2 separate regions of the Sus scrofa genome follow, and region 2 is linked to region 1. The links are chromatin contacts, called in public Hi-C maps. All regions are on one chromosome and are shown on one strand. The core of a region is the stretch at or near the end of the contact, and the rest is flanking DNA. Distances in the headings are between cores, read along the strand shown.

Region 1 (5,729 bases), core at 1,521-4,020:
CTCAGCACAGCTTGTGTGTGGTGGATCCCCAGGAGACCTGCTGTGCCCTGGATCTGACCACAGTGAGCAGAAAGCCTTTTTCTCTGGGAGAGCCGTCGGATAGGCCTGCTGGTGGAAGGGAAGGCTGACACTGAGATGCGCAGGTATGAAAACGTAGGACGAGCTTGCAGCAAAGGAGTGGCTTTAATCAGGCTACCACTGGGCGCTGAGGTTCTTGTGACTGAGAGCCAAGAAAAGAACCAGTGCTGTTTTCAAGATGGCACGATGCTTGTATGAGGAGTGGGGGTGGAAGGGGTGGGCTATGGACAAGGAGGGTATCTCCCTCTTGGAGGCCAGTGCACTGACAAAAGCCTGTGGAAGGGAGAATGAAAAGACCTGGGTTCTAGTCCCAGTTCTGCCAAAGACTGCAGGAATGGACTCAGTGTTCTCATCTGTGAAATGGGGTGTTACAAATGTGCCCCCTGAAAAAAAATCACCATGTTACGGGAATTGGATGCAAAGGGGCTTTTTCAGCTGTGAGGAGCTGTAGAATGGGACTGAAAGTGCCGTCTGATGGGCCTGGTGAAGGCACCCCGTTTTTTGGGTTAGGTAATGGGGGAGGGGGGGGAGAGGCAGCTGAATGGGATCTTGCCTCATCCCTTCTCCACTAGGAGGAGCACTTGGCACTTCCAGAGTCTGGATTCTCTGTGTGGCTGGACAAGGGTGTGAGTCTGCTCTGCCCCCTCTCCTCCTTCCCCCGTAACCCCAGCCTCCCTGCAGGCTTCCCTCAGGGCAAATGTCTGAGCTGGACCTTCCTCTCCCTCTGCTCCCCACCCCCCATTGGCAGGCTTTCAGGGACCCAGGAGGAGGCCTGGCTGCCAGGAAGGGTGGGGCTGCCAGGCACCGCCCAGCTGCAGTGTGACCCCGCCAGTCCCGGAAACTCTCCAAACCTTGGACCTCAGCGGACATCCGGCAGCTCAGAAGGGTGGCGGCGAGGCTGCCAGGGGGAGCTGAGGGTGTGTGGGATGCGTCTGAGGTGAGACGGAGAAAGCAACAGCCATTTTTCTTCCAATTCTGGAGTCAGAAGGCTCTGGGCAGCCTTCGAAAATGCTTTTCACCCCTGGATGCTGCCATGCATCCTAGACTTACTAATTAAAAAAAAAAGTTACCACTCGTTGAAGAGTGTTTACCAGGTGCTGGGCACTCGCTAAGCTTGTTAACCTACCTGAATCCTTCAACACCTTAATGAGACTAGACTCTTATCATTATATCCTTTTCATAGATGCAGAATCTGAGGCTCGGGGCACACGTCACTTGCTCAAGGTCACATAAATACTAACTGCTGGAGTCTGGATTCAAACCCAGGTGGGTCTAGCTGATTCCAGACCTCAGGTTCTTGACTAGAAGGAAGGAACTGTAGTCAAATCATCCTTGCAGAATGCCTAGTACCTGGCAGGTACCCAGTAAAGATACATTGAACAGAGGCTGATGCATTTTGGGGGGGGGTCTTATTCTCCCCTTTTATCGATTGATGAAATGACACAGACTACGTGTAAGTACTTATCTCCGTGGCAAGCATGTAGTAGGTCCACCTAAATCTAAAGGTGAGTCTCAGCTTTCTCCCTTTCTACATGATATATCTGTGCTCATGAATAATAGTTTCAGAGAACACAGCCTCCCCTTGGGTCTCTGCCTAGGCGGGACTCTTAAAAGTCCCGATTAGACCTCAGCCTAGGAGAGTGAGGGGCCTTGGGGGTGAGGTGGGGGCAGGAAGAGACTGTGACTCTTCTTTTTGAGTCCCAGATGCCATGAGTTTGGGAGTGGGGAGGAAAGACACCTGCTTTCTTTGCTGATGGTGCTGAGGGAGCCCTTCTTTCCGCTTCGATGGAGGTGACCTAGAAGCTTCTGGACCTAGAATCTTGGCTTGCTCAGAGCTCTGAGAGGCTGAGTCCTGCCGTCTGGCCCACATGTGTGAGAAGCACTGATTGTGTCCTAGCACTGAGGGATGCTGGGCAGGTGGGGCCTTGTGAGAGGGGAAGGGGCCTGCGATGGGACAGTGGGCTGACTCCAGGTCCTCTGGTTCCCATGCAGAGCCAGGGTGGCCCTGGCCTGCCTCCTCATACACAGGTAGCTTCCTCAGGAGCCTCCTGGCCTGCCTACCTGACTCTCTTGGTACTTCCTCAGGTACTACCTGACTCTCTTTAAGGTGGTCCTTAGAGAGAGTCCCATATTGCCATCCATTTAACCCTCTCTGCGCTGGGTCTCAACCCACCCACACTGACATGGAGTCAGTCAGAGTCCAGGGGGGAGACATAGCCCATTCCGGAAACCTCAGCAGAGGGAAGCTAGCTGTGAAGACCTTGGAAGAGAGGAAAGGGCAGACTTGGGTGAAAGGCAGCCTTGAGAGTAGCAGCCACAAGAAAATGGCCCCATTCCTGCTGGAAGGGCAGAGAAGAGGTTGTGTTTCCAGAACTCAGAGAGAGCTGGAACCCTGGCAGAAGTCCCCTGGCAGGAATTGGGACCCCAGAGGTGATGCTCCAGATAAAGGGAGAGACAGAGAGAAAGGCTGGTTTCTACCCTCTGTCCTTCCCCCCGGGGGCGGGGGCGGTGGGGAGCCGAGGGTAGAAACCAGTCTTGGTGGGGAATGTGGCCGACAGGGGTCAGCCCCCTGTGAGAGAGGAACACAGAGGGACAGAAGACAGGCAAATGACCCGCCTAATCTCCAGCTAGTCAGACCTTTGGAAAAGAACACATCTTTCCAACCAGTGCTCTGGAGAGCTGGCCCTAGAAAGTAAACTTGCCTCTGGAAAGAGTCCCAGATCCTCTGCCGGTTACTGCAATTAGTGGTCGTGCCCAAGCCTTATCCTGCTGGGAGCCAGGCCGGGAAAGGGAAGTGTTTTTTTTTTTGTTGTTGTTGTTGTTTTTAGGAAGATCTGTTTCCTCTACATTTTTTCAAAGGATAGGGCAACCTCTGGTGCTTCAGTTTCGTGTGAGACCATGATAGCTGTCTTCAGGGGCAGACAGCTCTTTGGCAGGCAGGAAGGCAGACTAGCCTGCTTATTACTGGACTCAGGGTCAGGAGACCTGAGGCTAAGTCTCAGCTCAGACAAGTCACATGCCGTCTTTGAACCTCTGGCTCTACGTCTTTCAAATGCAGACTCTGTGTTTTTCAGGATTCTGTAGAAGTGAGGGACAACTTGTGTGTGTGTGTGTGTGTGTGTGTGTGTGTGTGTGTGTGTGTGTGTGTGTGTTTGTGTCTGTCTTGGGGGCGTTGTAGACCACAGAGTGCTCGGGTGGCAAGGCCTGTGCCTATGAACACAGTGTCACAAGAGAATTGCTCGGCCTGGTTTTGGAGTTGATGTGTCCCCTTGGAGTGGGTGCTTAAAATCCTTGTCTTGTAATCATTGAGTCCAAAAGACAATTGCAGTCAGCTTGTCCAAACTCTCTCCTAAAGGAGGAATCTTCTCGAAGATGATCCTTTCCCCTTTTTCTCCTTTCGTCTTTTTCTCTCTTCTTCCTTCTTTCCACCTCTCTTTCCCTCCTGGGTTTTTTTTTTTTTTTTTTTTTTTTTCTTTTTAGGGCTGCACCATGGCACAGGGACGTTCCCAGGTTAAGGGTCAAATCGAAGCTGCAGCTGCCGGCCTACACCAGAGCCATAGCAACGTGGGATCCAAGCTGCATCTGTGACCTATACCACAGCTCACGGCAATGCCGGATCCTTAACCCGCTGAGCAAGGCTAGGGATCGAACCCGCAGCCTCATGGTTCCTAGTCAGGTTCGTTACTATTGAGAGGCAGTGGGAAGACCCCTCCCTGTTTTTTCTATCCGCCTTCACTCCTCTCTTCCACAAAGATTTGGAGCCTTTACTCTTAGGCAGGCACCGTGCTGGTTTGGTCCTCTGGCAGGAATGAAGACAGACAGCGACCCTCGCAGAGCTTAAAGTCTAGCAACAGGGTGCTCACTACTTAGGGGATGGCCTGTTCGGGGGTTTCATTTTCCCCTATTTAAACTGAATTCTGCCTCCGTAGAATGCTTGTCCTGACCTCTGGAGCTAGAGAGAACAAGTCTGACCCCGTTTCCTATGTCGCCGCCCTTGAAACGTGGGAAAATAAACATGGAACACTCTGAAAATATTCTCACTCTCCAGTTTCCACTTGTGAAGGGGAAGCTGATTCTCCGTGAAGCTAAATTCCTCAAGGGCATGGGGTCAGAGCCCGGGTGGGCTATCATCTGGGTGCGTGGCCCCGTTCCCAGTCCACCTGGGGCGGAGGGAAGCCATGTGCTGGAGGCTCTCACTGGGAAAGAGCGCAGGTGGCAGGGAGGTGGGCCCACATGAAGCAAGGGGGTCTGTCAGAGGGGGGGGCCTGCGAGGCGTGGTCTGGCCGCCTGCCCAGGACAAGCCTGAGCTCCCGGGTTTCTGGTCTGATTCACAGCTTCCTCCCTCCCCAAAGGAATCCCCTTTATAGCTCTCCAGGCCTGACCCCAGCGTCCCTGTGAATGTCATCTGACAGCTGCACGGAGCGCAGCCATGGCTCCTGCGCCGGGTGCCAGCTGGATGTGCTCGGCGGCCGGGGCCCTGGGAGCCACCGCTTGGGATGTCAGAGGAGCGCTGCCCTTCCGTCAGCAGGAAGCCCGGCCGCAAACACTTGGACAGGAAGCCCGGGCGCTGGCCAGCTGAGCCAGCTCTGGTTTCTTCTGCGTCTGAGGCTTTGGCCAAGCGTGGAGGGAGGCGAGCCAGGTGCCGCGGGCGGCACTGACAGCACGGGCGGGCTCCCCCTCGGCCAGCCGGGGATGTGGGTTGAAGGGCGTGAACGGAAAAGCATCATCGAGGCTGGGCCAGAAGAGGTGCTTCCTGGAGGAAGGGTGAGGGAGCAGGGAACACAGCGTCTAGCAGAGCTGAGCCAGCTGGCTGAGGCTCTGCAAAGACCCGCTTCCAGACACAAATGTGTTCCCTTGGGTTCAGACCTCCGGCATAAACTCAGATCAGATCCAATCTGCAGGCTGCCTCCACCTCCGGGAAAACACACTGTCATCTCCCGGGGCGGGGTGTCTGCATGTTCCCAGCATGAAAATGACTCCTCTCAAGGAGAGGCTCTTTTATAACCTACCAAGCTGCATTGTGAGGGAATTGATAGAAAATAGAATGTGGTCCGCTGGGGACAAAGGCAACTTTGCGTTCAGGGCTAAGAGTTTTGTTTCCAAGCGCTACGTGTGATTATCTTCAAGGCAGTCTGTGTGCATACAACCATCTGAAAGACCCCCAGGATTTGCAGAGCGCCTAAATTTTCTTTAAAATGATATTTATTTTTTCCATTATAGTGGTTTATAGTGGTTTATAGTGTTCTGTTGATTTTCCACTGTACGGCAAAGTGATCCAGTCACACATGCATATATACATTCTTTTTCTTATGTTATCCTCCATCATGCTCCATCATAAGTGAGTAGATACAGTTCCAGTGCTATACAGCAGGACAGAGTGCTTAAATTTTTGACCAGTCACTCAGAGATTTCCACCCCCCCACACACACACATCTGCCTTGCACAAGCTGATAGGCTGGTGAGGACCAGGAGGCGAGTAAATTTGTTCAAGGTCCTGCAGCTCAGCAACGGCAGAGCCAGAAACACTGCCATGACTTGTGATGCTCCAGAAAGAGAACTTGGATGATGACTCTCCACGTGCACAACTGTTTCTCTGTCTCCTACCTTATTCTGGACTGTATGCATTCAAGCACAGGCGCATGGGGGTGGGA
Region 2 (5,729 bases), core at 1,483-3,982, 43 kb before region 1:
CGCGCTCTCTGGACCATGGCCAGTAGGGCGCGCTGTTGCGCCGTCTGGGAGGCTGGGCGGCTGCGGTTCAGGCTCCTCCCCACCTGCGGCTCGAGCAGCTCTGGGGCTGGCGGACCGGCGCCAGCGGGAGCGGCTCCTGGCCGAGGCGGCCCTCCCTCATGCATCTGTATCTAGTTAGTGCTGGCCGCGGCCCCGCCGCGCTTGACGTCAGTGATAGGCTCGGTACTGGGCAGATGCGGCCGTTGCAGCCGCTTGGCACAGGTTCTTCATTAGGTCAGCCCTGCTGCCCACCTCCTCCAGGCAAGACCCCAGGCTTATCCAGGGTACCTAGCCTTTTGTTAAGGCTCCTCCGATGATGGGGAAGGAAGCCCCTCCCCATTTCCACCTGACCAAGGCACCAGAATCCTTTCCCACCCTCCCCCACAAGCTCCCTGCCCCTCCCCTGTCTCATCAGGACCCTAAGGGTCCCGAGAAATCTAATAGACCCTAGTTCCCCAGCCCAGATCCTCCAATCTGCTTGGTCAGCTGCAGGAACCAACTCTTACCTTTCTTTTTCTTTCTGAGTTTCTCTTCTCCTTAGCTGTCCATGGCTCAGTTCCTGCCCTGCTGCCTGCTCCTTTTCTCTTTTATCTGAGTTGTATCAGGTATTCCAAGGTGATGTGTTTTCATACGTAGAAGTGGAAGAGATGCCGCCAGAGATTGCCTAGGTTTAATATGATAAGCCAGTGATATTTGTAAGGAACATTATGTTGATGCAGATGAGTTATGGTGAGTTCTGGTTGTTGATAAGTTTGGTTTTTTTTTTTTTTTTTTGGTCTTTTTGCCTTTTTCTAGGGCCTCTTCCCGTGGCATATGGAGGTTCCCAGGCTAGGGGTCGAATCGGAGCCGTAGCCACCGGCCTATGCCAGAGCCACAGCAATGCGGTATCATCCGAGCCGCATCTGCAACCAACACCACAGCTCATGGCAACGCCAGATGCTTAACCCGCTGAGCAAGGCCAGGGATGGAACCCGCAACCCCAAGGTTCCTAGTCGGATTCGTTAACCACTGCGCCACGACGGGAACTCTTGTTTTTTTTTTTTAATTTAAAAAAAATTTTTTAACTTTTTTTAGGCAGGGGTGGGGATTTATTCTAGAGGAGAGAGCCTGGTCAGATTCGGTCATACTCTACTATCTAGCTTTCTGCATCAGCTGAGCACATCCCTGGAGTTGCTTTTCCCAGCCAGGATGCCAGAGCTGCCTTTATCATAAATGCGCCGTTAGAGTTGCCTTTATTATAAATGCTCCATTTCACCACTGCTTTTGCTCCCCTCCACTGTGTTTGATCTTCTGGGCTGCTGTGTGAGATTTCATCTGGAGAAAGGCTTTGTGGGTAAAATCAGCATGAACACCTCTGGTCTGGATGATGCCTGGTGACCCTTCTGACTTCGGCAGCTCACACCTCCAAGAGGAAGAGAGGAGGTCATTCTGAGAAGCAGGAAGCAGGCTTCATTCCTGCTCTGACCTTGACCCTGAGTGTCTGTTCCTAGTTCTTCCATTTCACAACCCTGCCCCTCCTGACCATGTGGGGTGGGCATTCCCTGCAGCCACAGAAGAAGAGAGAGACACAGATGGTCAACAGTGGGCAGGTGGCAGTGATCCAGGCCAGCCTAGATGGGGAAAACGAGGGAAGGGACTTGCTCAAGGTTACATAGCTGGTTCTCAACAGAGCCCGTCTCAAATGAATCCGTCAGAACTGCTGCTGGGTGCCAGGTTGGACACGCTTAGGCAGCGTTGAAGGTGTGATGGCTGGGTTCCAAGGGGAGCCAGTTGGCTTAATTTGGCGAATATTAGTCTCTCTTAGAATCCAGATGAGCAGACCCCTTGCCAGAGGCAGCTATCCTTCCAAGGTTCAGCCTGACCCTGGAGCAGCAGACACAGCAGGATGCTGGCTGGAAACAGCCACCCTAGGGCTCAGAGAGGAGTTCACCTGCCTGGTATGGGCCCCCTCAGGGGACTGAAGGCCAGGGAAGAGGTGTAGCAGATCAGGACGGATCAGGCACCTTCCAGCATAGCTTCTGAAAGTAAAGGGCTGAGCCCCAGATTGGATCTCAGAGAGTCTGGCAGGTGGGTGGCAGCCAAGGGGATCCAGGGAGCCGAGTGTTTGGGCCAGTTTCCCAGTTGCCTTGGCAGTGCATCTGGCCAGAGCCCAGTGGGAAGTCAGGGACTTAGGAAGCAGATGCTTGAGGAGGAGCAAGGGGATTCGAACTCTTGTCGTGTGGGTAAGAAATTAGGGCAGGGCAGGAGGGAGGACCCAGAGCCACTGGGCAGTTAGCAGAAGAGTGACCAGAGTAGAGTGGGACATAGGTTCAGGACTTTGACGTGTCCCCGCCACAGTTCTGTTTTCCGTGTTGACAGAGACTCTGACCCTACTCCACTGGGAGTGCCTCTTTCCCTCTCTTTGGGTTATGTAACATGTATCTGTGTGTGTGTGTGTGTGTGTGTGTGTGTGTGTGTGTGTGTGTGTGTAGACGTTTCCTGTTTTCTGGGTCTCTGCCTCCAATTCCTATCAGTTTCATAAAACCCAGAGAAAAAAGATTCTGTCTGTAACCTCAGTCGCCTATTCCAGGCTCACCATCAGGAAATCCTGTTCCCACCTTGCCCGAAGCCCTGTGCTGTAGTTTAAGTCCCTCCAGGTGGGGCTGGCAGGGTCCCTGGGACTTACTCCAAAGGCCCCAGGGAAACTGGCTGGGCTGTTTCCTGAGGAATGCTCGCTTCCACATTGCAGACTCCAAGCACGTGCCCTCTCCGCCTGAGGTCTTGAATGATGCTGCTTTTGGGGGCGGGTGGGGGGGGTGTGGTGGGGAGCCCAGCTAGTGATTTATTGTCTGTTTACTCTCAGAAAGCTCATGTTCATGCCTGCTGGTGGAAGGGTTGGAGGGATGGAGGGAGGGAGGGTGTGTCCTCTGAGTTGCAGAGGGAGCCAGCGGAATGACTTACCCCTGTCCCTGCCGGGTGGCCTGTTACCTTGTCCTCCCTGCCTCTCTCCACCTGATGAGAAGCAGAATGCACTTCTACCCCATTTGGGAGGCTTCAGGCACGTTTTCTGCTCTGAGGCCACTGAATGCAAAATGCTACCCAGATGACAGGGAAGGAGGAAAGAATGAGGCTGGGGGAGCAGTGCTCTGTGCCGAATCTGTACTGGATCTTCATGTGGCGTCACTAGGAAGGAGGTACTGCCTCCATGTCACAGATGAGAAAGCTGATGCTCAAAGAAAGCTGAGTCTAAAGTGTCTGAAGTCACATAGAAGTGAGCAGAGTTGGGATCCAACCTCTCGTCTGGCGAATAGCAACACTCATGCTTTTCCTCTCACCTGGGTTACTGCATTAGAACCTCATCCTCATTCAGTCTGTCCTTTTATTTTTATTTTTTATTTTTAAAAAATGATTTCCATTTTTTTCATTATAGCTGGTTTATAGTATTCTGTCAGTTTTTTACTGTACAGCAAGGTGACCCAGTCACACATAGATATATACACTCTTTTTTTCTCACATTATCATGCTCCATCATAAGTGACTAGATATAGTTCCCAGTGCTATACAGCAGGATCTCATTGCTTATCCATTACAAAGGCAATAGTTTGCATCTATTAACCCCAAATTCCCAGTCCATTCCACTCCCTCCCCCTCCCCCTTGGCAACCACAAGTCTGTTCTTCAAGTCCATGAGTTTCTTTTCTGTGGAAAGGTTCATTTGTGCGGTATATTAGATTCCATATATAATTGATATCATAATGTATTTGTCTTTCTCTTTCTGACTTACCTCACTCATGAGAGTCTCTAGTTCCATCCATGTTGCTGCAAATGGCATTATTTTGTTCTTTTTTATGGCTGAGTAATATTCCATTGTGTATATATACCACATCTTCTTAATCCATTGAAATGTCAATGGACATTTAGGTTGGGGTCCAATCTCTTATCTGGCTAATACCAACACTTGTGTTTCCTCTCACATGGGTCACTGCATTAGAACCACATCCTCATTCAGTCTGTCCTTTTAAGCAGATATTACCAACCCAAGCTGTTTCAAGCCCGTGGGAGTCAGCAGTGAACAAGGCAGGTCCTGCCTTCATCGAGCTTCCCTGATTGGGGAGAACAAGACAAGCATAAGAAACAAGTCAGTCATAATAGGTGTCTTAGTCAGCTTGGACTGCTCTAACAAAATGCCATTTATTGGGTGGCTTAATTAAAAAATAAAAAACATTTATTGGAGTTCTGGTCATGGTTCAGCGGAAATGAAACTGACTAGCATCCACGAGGACACAGGTTCGATCCCTATCCTCGCTCAGTGGGTTAAGGATCCAGCGTTGCCGTGAGCCGTAGCTTGGATCTTGTTGCTGTGGCTGTGGCGTAGGCTGGCAGCTACAGCTCTGATTCGACCCCTAGCCTTGGGACCTCCATATGCTGCAAGTGCGGCCCTAAATCATTTATTTCTCACTGTTCTAGAGGCTGAGAAGTCCAAGGTCAAGGTGTGCCAGTTGGTATCTGTTGAGGGCCCTCTTCATGGTTTGCAGATGGCCACCTTCTTGCCATGTCCTCACATGGTGACAAGAGAGCACTGGCCTCTTTCTCCTTAAGGGCACTAATCCCATCATGGGGGCTCCACCTCATGACCTCATTTACCTTAATTACCTCCCAAAGGCCTTGCCTCTAGATACCATCACACAAGGGGTTAGGGCCCCAGCATATGAATTTGGGGGAGACACAAACATCCAGTCCTTAGCAGTGGTATGTGTAACAGAAGGTGAAAATGCTGTGAGAACGAGGAGAGCAGGATCGGGGGTGAGGAGTAGGGAGGTGGTAGGTAGGTTGTGATTTTTAATGTAATGGTCAAGACAAGCCTTACCACGAAAGTGACATTTGAACCAAGATTTCAAAGAGATAATGGTTTTGCTATTGTTCTTGCACTACCCGTACCTATTTCAGACCTGCTCATTCGGACCCACTGGGAATAGGGTCTGGGAATACATAGGTATTTAAACTTGTCTTTTATACGCACCTAAATTTGGAAATCCTTGTTCTGCACCCTGGCACTTCTTCTCCATGCCAAAGACTTTTACCTGACAGGATGGGAAATATTTGCCCAAATCTAGGCATGACTCGAGGAGTTCAAGAATGAAGTTGGAATTAAAAGAGTCCTAATGACGGTTCTCTTTGTGACTTGCAAACTGGCTAATACTTAGTAATTAAAATAGGCAAAATGCACTCAGGACCATGAGTAGGTCTGGAAGGATCTGTCGGCACAGGGCTGATGTCATCTAGTCAAGGTATGACCCAGGTTATTGGAGCAATAGGCTGATTGTCATGAGATGAGCATAGCTCAGAAGACTTGGATTTTAGATCATGTTCAACGGTGGTGAACTTGGCCACCTCATTTGCTTAGGAGCTTTGGCTTCCAGGTTTATGAAATGGAGCTGCTAAAGCTTCCTCTAAGCTGTCTCCACCTCTACCACCAGCCAACCTGTGTTTCCATCCATCCACCTAACCATCCCATCCCGTCCCATTCCATCCATCCGTCTAAAACATCCATCCCTTCCATCCATCCATCCTGTACATTCATCCATCCATCTGCCCACCCATCTTATCCATCCACCCATTCACCTATCTGCCCATTATACCATAACCATCAGTATCCTCATTTCATCATCATCAATATTTCTAGTGTGGCCCATGTTCAGATCAACAAAATTC

The links. Hi-C and Micro-C count contacts between places; a contact is called where the count stands out from the background.
Region 2: a Hi-C map of subcutaneous adipose tissue shows a contact between it and region 1, with 4 times the contacts expected there. The contact joins two enhancer-like sites. A contact is called at or near these places in 1 of 5 promoter capture datasets (liver), 18 of 47 Hi-C or Micro-C datasets (alveolar macrophages, brain, embryonic fibroblasts and 11 more) and 1 of 2 datasets of contacts at active chromatin or transcription factors (skeletal muscle).

The regions. Positions count from the first base shown.
Region 1 is chr13:131,259,607-131,265,335 of Sscrofa11.1, reverse strand. LOC110256390 (a long non-coding RNA gene) reads left to right here. Exons shown (of 4, transcript XR_002337828.1): 1 at 1-143. Among named protein-coding and RNA genes, the nearest start is that of CPN2, 75 kb to the left of the region's middle. Within about 2 kb of position 2,770, at least 27 of the 83 cell types and tissues checked have an H3K27ac peak or open chromatin away from gene starts, as enhancers often do. A contact at or near this core is called in liver, mesenteric adipose tissue, retroperitoneal adipose tissue and 1 more, where this site is marked.
Region 2 is chr13:131,302,109-131,307,837 of Sscrofa11.1, reverse strand. No RefSeq gene overlaps it. Among named protein-coding and RNA genes, the nearest start is that of CPN2, 33 kb to the left of the region's middle. Within about 2 kb of position 2,732, at least 26 of the 83 cell types and tissues checked have an H3K27ac peak or open chromatin away from gene starts, as enhancers often do. A contact at or near this core is called in liver, mesenteric adipose tissue, retroperitoneal adipose tissue and 1 more, where this site is marked.